Linked DNA regions of Mus musculus: all the other regions are linked to region 2. A link is a contact called in public promoter capture Hi-C data. All regions are on one chromosome and are shown on one strand. Each heading gives the region's core, a stretch centred on a gene start, on an enhancer-like site or on the middle of the called end of the contact. The rest is flanking DNA. Distances are from core to core; before and after follow the strand shown.

The links. Promoter capture Hi-C pulls out the DNA fragments that hold promoters and counts their contacts.
Region 1: a contact with region 2 is called in a promoter capture Hi-C map of liver, with 5 times the contacts expected there. The contact joins the promoter of C8a here to the enhancer-like site in region 2. A contact is called at or near these places in 7 of 39 promoter capture datasets (3T3-L1-derived adipocytes, the C10 cell line, embryonic stem cells and 4 more).
Region 3: a contact with region 2 is called in a promoter capture Hi-C map of liver, with 4 times the contacts expected there. The contact joins the promoter of C8b here to the enhancer-like site in region 2. A contact is called at or near these places in 6 of 39 promoter capture datasets (the C10 cell line, cranial neural crest, embryonic stem cells and 3 more).

What each region holds. Positions count from the first base shown.
Region 1 is chr4:104,874,636-104,877,915 of GRCm38.p6, forward strand. C8a (complement component 8, alpha polypeptide) reads right to left here and starts at 1,763. Exons shown (of 11, transcript NM_146148.2): 1 at 1,645-1,763. The coding sequence starts at 1,721. It also overlaps a transcript of Fyb2 not described here.
Region 2 is chr4:103,385,162-103,388,416 of GRCm38.p6, forward strand. All of the region lies in intron 1 of Gm12718 (predicted gene 12718), which reads left to right. Among named protein-coding and RNA genes, the nearest start is that of Gm12718, 4.3 kb to the left of the region's middle. Within about 2 kb of position 1,435, at least 9 of the 459 cell types and tissues checked have an H3K27ac peak or open chromatin away from gene starts, as enhancers often do. A contact at or near this core is called in 3T3-L1-derived adipocytes and liver, where this site is marked.
Region 3 is chr4:104,764,773-104,768,096 of GRCm38.p6, forward strand. It overlaps C8b (complement component 8, beta polypeptide), which reads left to right and starts at 1,545. Exons shown (of 12, transcript NM_133882.2): 1 at 1,545-1,714. The coding sequence starts at 1,626.

The sequences.
Region 1 (3,280 bases), core at 513-3,012, 1.5 Mb after region 2:
CAATGGTCCTAGCCACCCCATGCCATCCATGCCTGGGGGCAGCTCTTGGTGAGTGCTTTAAGTGGGGCCTTGTTCCATTGTTCTAGGGACTTGCAGGCACTTAATTCCTGATCTTATTTTCCTCCTGTTTCACAAGTGTGTAAGATGCAGCCTGGAACACTTATGTAATTTGCTCAAGATCAAATAACTATTCATAGCGAGTGCCAGCACAGGGATTTGAACCCAGGAGAATGATTTTTGTCCTGTAACTTTCTATTTTGAAAACCGATGTCAGACGCACTGGCAGTGAGCGCCATGGTTTCTCCCTCAGCACTTTGTAAAGCACTGACTTGGATCTCTCTGCCTTAACGCGAAATTTGCCTCTTCACTGAACTGTCTTGTTTGATAAGTTCATCAAACATCAAGACCCTGTTCGTTTTCAGAAAGGATTACGATGATAAGCTTTTATAATTGAGAGTATCTCAGCTGAGATTTTCTTCACCACCGACCTCTTGCCTGGGTCTTCTAATTATTATTAGCGATGGATTTTATGATGTTCTAAAACTGTATTTGTTTTAAATACAAGCTACAGATTATCTGCTTATAAAACACGTCTCCCCTTCTGAACTGTTACTTAAAGGGACTCTCTCTTACTGTGGTATTTAATCCAGTGGTTCTCAACCTTCCTAGCGCTGTGCCCCTTTAAGACAGTTCCTTACATTGTGGTGACCCCCACTGAAAAAAAAATTGTTTCTACTTCGTAATTGTAATTTTGCTACAGTTATAAATCATAAGGTTAATCTCTGACATGCAGGATATCTAATATGCATCCCCTGTGAAAGGGTCATTTAACCCTTACAAAGGGGTCAGGACCCACAGGTTGAGAACCACTGATTTGAGCACTAATGATTCAAAATTAAATCAACGAATAAGAATTTGACTAAAATAACTTTATTTTAAGCCTCCAATGTTTGAAAGGCAGAGAATGCTTAAAATAAAGTCCCAAAGGTTAGATAAAGGTTCTGCTTAAGTACAATAAAATATTCAACAATGAAATATAAATATCTGAAGGCAGGTTGGAAATCTCAGGAAAATAGAAGAGCCAAAAATGCAAGACACAGGAGAATGTTGCCTCTGCTGTCTCCTCAAAACAAAGGTTTAGAATGATGTGGCCACGTCTCTCTACAATGTCTTGCTCTTACCCACAAAAATATTTACATATATTACCTAAATATATCCCCCCAACCAGTGTAAGTGGGATTTCTTTTTTACCATTTTCTCTTAACTGTCTCACATTGCTTGAGAAAAATTCGACTTATTAAATGCCTACTATATACAGAGGACATTTGAAATCCAGGATTGTATTACATCTGCATCTTCTGTTATAGAAGAGGTGCTATGAGGCTCCATCTACAGGCAGGAAAACTGGGAAATCAGAGAGATTAAACACTGTGGTCTGCGTTACCCCACTGCTGAGTGGAAATTGATAGCTGGCTGATCTCGTTATTACTAACTGGCTTCTCCTCTGCTCCACTCCTCCGCTGGATTAGTAACAATATGAAAAGAGATTCTCTTCCATGCCACCACAGCCCACTGCCAACATCACCATGTCTTAGATTCCCCAGCAGAAGACCTCAGTTTTGTAAGGATCCAAAGCCCACTTACTGGTTCACCTTCTCTTGTGCAGTTACCCCAGGGTGCCATGCCACCAAAGACAAGCCAAAGAAAGCAACCACAAACATCTCATCCAGAAGTCACCAACTAGTGTCTATGTAAAAGACGAGAAGAGCCTACCTTAGAAGCCATAGATATATCCAGGCTGGGACCCAAATTGTCTACCGGATGTTTAAAATGGTCAAAAGTCCCCCAGTTCCCATTCAATGTGATTAACTAGTAACCAAGGTATTGATTAGCCAAACGCCTTCAAAATGGCCCCAAGCCCTTTAGCCCTTTTAAAAAATTATCCACATGGCTAAGGAAAGGTGATGTTTAACTAAAATCAGTTCAGTGAAGAGTTTTGTTTTCAGAGAGATGCAGGTGCTGTTGCAGGCATCCTGGTGTCTTGTAGTGGCTCCTGGAGCTTCTACAGTCAAATGAGTCTGTTGTTGAAGAGAGTAGCAAGGCATAAGGCTCATTTGGTACAGAAGTTCAGATGCAAGCATCCAGGAAGGTACAGGCATGCTGACAGTTACATAAAGGTTTTGCCATGGCTCTCCAAACATCTGGAGCCTGGAAATGCATGTGACTCACTGGACTTTCTACTTTCAATACAAACACTGAGTATCATTAAGATTCAGCCTATTTATGTCTCAAGGGGACCAGATGTCTTAAATATACATCTTCAGAAACTCTCTCTGGAATTATAATGCCAATCATAGCCAACACATCTGCACTGAAGATGCCATACCTGGATATAATCCCCCACTCCCGCAGACATAAAGTAAATCAAGTAACTAGAGATGGACAGAAAATAGATGAGTAAATAGCCAAGAGTCGTTAAATACTACTCTATGCGATAGGTGCTTCGTATGTCTCTTTGTATTTAATCTTCAATCAAGAAGTCTGCCACGTGAAAATTACTAAGTCCATATTGCCACGGATGAAGTGAGAGCTCAGATCAGTGCTGAGCTAACTAGCTCAAGGGTGTACAGCTGCCTGGCTATGCCTGGAGCGGTGCAGCTTTGCCTTAGTGGGATTAGCCGGTTGCATCATTACTGATCTCAATGGGGAGACACACTGACCAGCTTGGGCGCCTGAGATTCTGATTCGTGTGTGGAAACCTCAGAAAGCCATCAAGCAGCAGCTCCCTTCCTCTCCTCAGAGGTGTAGGCAGATGTGAGCGCCTGTTCTGAAAGCTGGAGGGGTCCTAAGACTGTCTCTCTGCTTCCCACTTCTCTCCAGTTTTGATTCCTAGGTCGTCTTCGCCTCAGTTTTCCCCTGCGTATACATCATTTGAAAACTTTCTTGTCTTCTTCTCCCACAAGAAACTAAGTTGGTCTTTTCTGTGCTGTGACTGCAGATATAGGGATGGGGATGTTACATCTGGACACCCTTGAACTGCTCAAGGTAGTGTATCTGGACCTCACCTTTCTCCTAACTCCTGACATCCAATGTATGACAAAGTTCCTATCTCAGACATGCAGAGTCCCCTGAGACTGGAACTCAGGGTCCCCAACCATTTCCATAGATTCCTTCATGGGGAACAGACCTCCCCCAGCACTGTCTTCTCCAGCAGGGGTGACATTACCCTCCAAAGACCACTTGACAATGCCCAAGGATGCTTATGATGGTCCCATGGGGT
Region 2 (3,255 bases), core at 185-2,684:
CTGAACTGCAAAAGGATTAGGAAGCCTTGCCTCCCGACCTCTGCCACCCACAGCACACAGAGCTCCTTCCCTCTTGGACTGGTTCCTCTCCACGCCTGTAGCTCCATCCAGCTGATGTCCCATGGGCTTTACAGCCCTAGCAGTTGGAGGTCTTTATTGCAACTTTGGCTTCATTTTCATAGCTTCATTCTGTATCCTCGTGAGGCTTCCCTTGAAGAAACCCAACCCTGTCATACATTGCCTGGCTTTATCAGCTCTCTGGAAATGTGACACAAGGCTCCATGACACTACATCCCCCCTCACCCCCCACCCTGACCCCTGCCACACACACACCATACTGCAACATTGATGCCTGTCAAACCAGTACCCTGTGGCCAATGCTGCCAAGTTCTTTTGCCAGTTTGAGAGTGTGGTACCACATTTACCTTGGGCTACATTTACAACAGCCTCTGTGTGTGCTAACCCTGGGGAAGCTTCACAGGGCTGTTGCTTTCCAGGAGCAGGAAACCCTTTCAATAGTGTTCTCAGTTCAGGCTCTCTCCTTCCAAATGAATGTACACTTTCACAAGTCGGAGCCTTCAGTGGATAGACACCTTTTAAAAAAATATTGTCCCAGGCTTTAATAACTGTGGCCTCTTTTTCAGCACCTTCCTTCTTGGCAACTTTCAATTTTGTCCTGCAGTGTTCATTCTCTATTCCTCACCAGACTGTATTTTAACAAATACTGCTGCCTCTCATTTAGACCTTGATAAGAGTGGTGAGCTATAGCCATGACCCAGCCTGAATAATGTCTTGCCTTGACATTTCCTCTGACAAATACAGTAGGTTTACGATCAATCTGTGCTCAGGTTCTCAGGACAGGAGCAGAATGCAGCCAGAATATTTGCTTGAGTACGACCCAGTATGCCCTCTAGTCCAGTTCCCAGTAGAGTCCTTGCTCCCTTCTGAAATCCATGAGCTGAGCCTCTGTGTCTACACTCTGCTGGCCTTCTATTTTTCCATACCCCTTCCCCCTATGGTTGCCCATTAAGCTCTGCTTTAGGTAAGCATTTGTGAGATTTTTCTAGTTTAAAGTTCTAAACTCTAACACACTCCTACAACAAGTTGCAAAGGCCTTAGAACTGCAGGGCTGGGTTTATTACAGCAGTAGCCCCATCTCTTGGTAACCCCCCCCTTTTTAATGAATTAGTTACTTTCTCACTCTTGTAATAAAAATGGTGGATAACTTAGGCAATGGAGAGTTTACTTTAGCAACTTAGGCAATGGAGAGTTTACTTTAGCAACTTAGGCAATGGAGAGTTTACTTTAGCAACTTAGGCAATGGAGAGTTTACTTTAGCAACTTAGGCAATGGAGAGTTTACTTTAGCAACTTAGGCAATGGAGAGTTTACTTTAGTTTGTATGTGGAAGTTACAGTCTATCATGGCATGAAAGGCCTCGTGACAGGAGCCTGAGGCAGCTGGTCGTAGTGCATCCACAGGAAGTAAAGAGAGATGGATGCAGCTGCTCATCTCTCCCCTGATTCCATCCTAAAACCTGCCCCACACAATTGCAGTGTTTATATTTAGAGTGAATAGTCCCTGGTCATTAACTTTATTTAGATAGCTCTCACAGATAGACCTAGAGGCTTTTCTAGTCTAGGTAATCTCTCAGAGGCACACTGACGGGCTTGCCTCTGGTCTAGAGTATAACCTATCAAGTGGACCATCACTGTTACCTTGAATTGAGAAAATGACCCTGCCATTCCAACCTGCATGCGAACCAGTTTCTTGATTGATCGTTGCAGTGAGCAGTGCTACCCCTGGGCTGGTGGTCCAGCGAGCTTATAAGAAAGCAAGAGTGCAAGCCACTAAGCAGTGTTCTGCCATGGCTTTTGCTCCAGTTCCTGCCTTGAGTTTCTGCTCTGACTTTCCTGGATGGTAGACTTACAGGATGAAGGAAGTCCTTTCTCCCCCGAGTTAGTTTTGGTCATGATGTTTATCACAGCGATATAAAACCTAAGTAAAGCAATCTCTATCCCTACTCCTGTTGTTTGCCAAACGTACCTAAAACGCTAAGAATTCTTGATTCTTCACCCATATTTTTGCATAGTTCTGACTGTGAAGCTTGGTTTAGCGTCCTCTGTTTCCCACAGAAAGTTTCCCAGGGATCTCTTACAGGGCTTTCCTTTGCAGTGGATGTCATCACTCCCCAAAGATACCGTTTCTTTAGAAGTGGGCACAAAGTCCTGTTGACTACTGCCTTTATAGTACAGCACCTGCCCTGGGGAGGGCCACTCTGTAGAGCCATGCAGAGTAGCCGCCTGAGAGGGGTGCAGTCTGGCTGGGGGCCTGCATGCTGAGCTACATGCCCAGGACTGTGCTCACACACAGCAGGCAGTGGGCTCATCTGAATTCATACAGAGTTTCCAGCAGCCCACCAGAGTGGGAAATATCAGACTGTCCCTCCCCAGAAAAGGCTTCATTTTTATCTGACAAAGGTTCTTGGCTGGTGGACAGCAGCCCTGTCAATCACTTCAGCTCAGACGCCACACAAATGCGTGGCTTTATACTTTTTGCTGTTCCTTCCACGAGCTTTGGCAAGGGTTGTGGGTGTGCCTAAATCAATCTCTTCTGCCTTAGTGAAGTAAGAGGTTGGATCTCTGTTTCTCTAAGGTCCCCTCCTGTCCCCACGTTCAGAGATGTAAAGGAACTGGGTGTTTGGGCACTGCCACATACCTGAAAAAGAGGGCTGCCTCCCAGAGCTCTGAGCAGCGTATCCTCTCTGCCCTTGGTGCAGCCTTGCCATCATGCAAGTCGGTGTCACTTCCTCATAGAGCCTGCCTAACATGCTCACATCTATGACGTTTGCTTTGTACTTGGTACTTTACCAAATGATGTCACACATTTCCTCTTCACTTTCCACAATGGCCCAGTGATGCTGTTAGCTCAGAGCTGAGAGGAAAGAGATTTGCTCACAGAGGTAACTTTCACACAGCGCACAAAAGACAGAGTTCAGGCTTGAACAGGAATCCAGGCAATTGAATTCTTATGCCCCCCTCCCTTGTTATATTGTTAGGTGTTTTCCCTGCCTTTGCTCCCACATGGAATTTCAAGGAAAAGAGGGCAGAATTCTACTTCATTTCAGCTTGTGCTGGCTTGCTTTATATCAATTCGACACAGGCTAGAGCCATCTGGGAGGAAGGAACCTCAATTGAGAAAATGGCTTCATGAGATTGGGCTGCAGGCAAGCTTGTAGGACATTTTCTTAGCCACT
Region 3 (3,324 bases), core at 295-2,794, 1.4 Mb after region 2:
AAACTATCTGACAGGTGCTTTTTTTTTCCTTCCCTCCCTTCCTCCCTCCTTCCTTCGAATGTCCTGTGTGTACAACATATGTATGCAGAGGTCAGAGGAGGATATTGGGTACTCTCCCCTATCATTCTCTATTGTAGTCCTTCAAGACTGGGTCCCCTAGTCCTGAAGATTGTGCTCACTACAGGTGCTTGTGACCAGACTGAGTGGGGTTTTGTTTTGGGGTTTCTTTTAAACATGGGTACTGAAGGTCTGAGCTTAGTCTTCCTGTTTGCACGTGTGTTATTACATACTAAGCCATCTCCCAGGTCTATAAGAAGCATTTGTAGATGTTTTAAGGAAAGTAGCTGAGTAGATTATGTTATTTCTAGAGTACTTCTACCTGGTCTTTAAGTTGACTGAACGGGGAGGCATAGCAGGTTACCTCAGAGCCATCCTGAGCAACAGAAAGCTATAGATGGGGATGCCTAGCCTAGGCACAAATAGTGGGGTGACGGTGGTAAATGATACCTGCCTTGGCTGTGCTCAGCCCTAGAGAAGTAATCGGGGTTTCTATAACCTGGAAAGCGAGGAAAGTGGTAGGTGATGAGTCTGCTAGCTACTTAGGTATATTACCTGTGGCTCTCAACAGTCTCCAGCAAATATTAGAGACAAATGTTGGATTGGCCTGAACCAATGCCTGCTAAACGTTACTTCCTAATTGCCCCATAAATAAGACACCATAGAAGTTGTGTCAATGCCCCAATACATATTTGGATGTTTTCTTAAAATTACAGTTTTTACAACATCTCCTTGCATGACATTGGCACATTTAGTATCTCACCTAATTCTTCCAGCTCTGAGACACTTGGTCAAGAGGAAACAGAGAATGTCAGCTGTATACAGAGCATACACGGTACCTGGCTGGCAGTGTTCAACGTGTTCTGAAGAGTTAAATTTACTGATGTTTTTATGTTTTATTAACATATACTAATCATGATAATAATGGCTTTCATTGTGACATGTTCATGTGTATTTTGAATATATCTCCTATCCCCCCTCTCCCCTCCACTGACCCCTGCAGCACAACCCTGGGAGACAGGCACTGTTGTCATCTGTTTTGTAGAGAGGGTAGTATGTGTTCTGGTTACACAGCTGAGAATTACATAGAAAGAATTAGGGAAAGCATATAGAAAGAACCCAACGGCAGGTAGCTGGGCTCTGGAACCCTCTCAGAGTTCCTACAAACCTAGGACTTAGACACCACAGTCCCATCTGTCTTCAGGCCTTGCAGCCCCTGTACTGAGAACAGAACATGAGTCTGTGTAGCCAGCATGTGCCTGCACTCACTACTTTACCTGTATTAACCCTCTAACCCTGAGCATTTGGGGGAGAGGGGGGGATTGGTATGTGGCTTTCCGAAGTACTCAGGTAAGGCTGCTTCCATGGAATCACAGTTCTCACTGTCCTAGGTGTGCGGTATCACAAGTGAGTACATTCGTGCTGTGCAAAGCTGAGGTTCCAGGTACAAGCGCCTGTTTGCTTTGCTGACCTGTTTGCTCTATGTCAACAGAACTGAGAGCAGCAAGAGCGAGCAGGCTATTTCAACCATCCTCGAATCACACTGGATCTCCCGCTACACAGAAAATATGAAGATAGGGGCTCAGGTTTGGAGGGCACTGGCAAAGTCGTGTCTCCTCTGTGCTACTCTGGGATGTCTCCATTTCCCTGGTTCCAGGTAAGTGGTGGGTACAAATGATTCCCTGATCGGTCACGTGGCAGAAAGCCACATAATGCTGACCAACTCTGCCACATGCCTGTGGGCAGAGGAACGTCTCTGAAAGTGATTTGCATGTGTCTGGCAAAATAAGATCAACAATTCCTTCTGAACTATCATGGACCCAAGTGCCTGGCTTCAACAAGAGTGTCTGTTACAGAACTGGCATGGTTTAATATATTCTGTCGCTCTGTGAAGAGTAGGATACAAGTTCTATAGCTGAACAAAGCTTTGGTCTGATTCTCTGTGCAAAAGAAGGTTTATTATATATGAAAATGAGCCCGTTTATGTGAATGATCTTAATAATGGCATTGTGCTGCTCTACCTGCTCAACAGCCCAATATATCTAGGGTGAGGGAGTGAGTGGGTCTCTCAAACTCCCACTTTCTCTCTTCCTTTCTTTTCCCTTCCCCCTTTCTCACAAATATTTGTTCCCAAAGAGGAAAAAAAAATCAAGATTTATTTCATCAAAGTTTTCATTCACAAGAAGTGAAGCAGCTAAAGAAAATAACCTTAGTCTGGGTTCAAACTTGAGTTCCAAAGACAGATGTGGCAGAGAAAGCAATCTGGAGACCTTCCTTGTGCCAGAGCAGTTCCCACTGTGAGATGTGGAAGGACTCAGGTACCTGGATGCTCGTGAGCACTTGTGTAGAAAGAAAGAGGTACAGCTGTTCTCTCTGCTCAGACTGCTCCCCGGTAGTAACCTCTCATTCATGTGAGCAGCACCAGGGTTCACGCGCCTCCTGTCCTGAGCTCTGCACCATGCTATTCGGCCTCCTTGAGAACCTTCCCCAGGACCGGGATTCTGAGTCTTTACCACCCACAGACTCTCCTTTAGAACCAACAAGACCCTCGACTTGGTGAAGAGACTGTCTGTACATGCTTCCCATGCATTTCCTTCTGGGCACAGAGGACTCTGCAGTACCCAGTGAATTGTGCCTGGAGGGAAGGGCTCAGACATCGCTCTCAGAAGCAGCATCATACCCCTGTCCACAAGTCCCTTGATTGCCTCAGAGGATACAGAGCTGAACAAGCCCAAACTCATATTCTCAGGGAGCGTGGCTATGTGGGGGGCAAATACAGAGACTCGTAAGAGTTGGTGCAGGGACAAATAACAATCAAGGGAGAGAGGGAAAGAGTGGCTGGTCCTCCTGAGCAGGAGTCCTGGCAAAGGATGAAGGATGCACTAGGCAGAGATAACAGCACATGCAAAGGCATGGAGTTATAAGAGAGAGAGAGAGAGAGACTAGCTTGTTCCCATGGCTCCAGGTTCATTTCACTATCATTGAGTAGACAACAAGGTAGGACCTGGAAGGAGGAGAAGGAGGAGGAGGAGAAGGAGGAGGAGGAGGAGGAGGAGGAGGAGGAGGAGGAGGAGGAGGAGGAGGAGGAGGAGAAGGAGGAGGAGGAGAGGAATAAGTAGCTAGGGAATGCAAACCACACCCTTCAGGCATAGACCTGAAGGGAAGGTGTGGAGCAATGAGACATACATATTGGCAAGTTCCCTTTGAGGTAGGTAGGAACAGGAGCTCCACCAGGTGAGAACAGAACAGGCTACGAAACTCACAGCT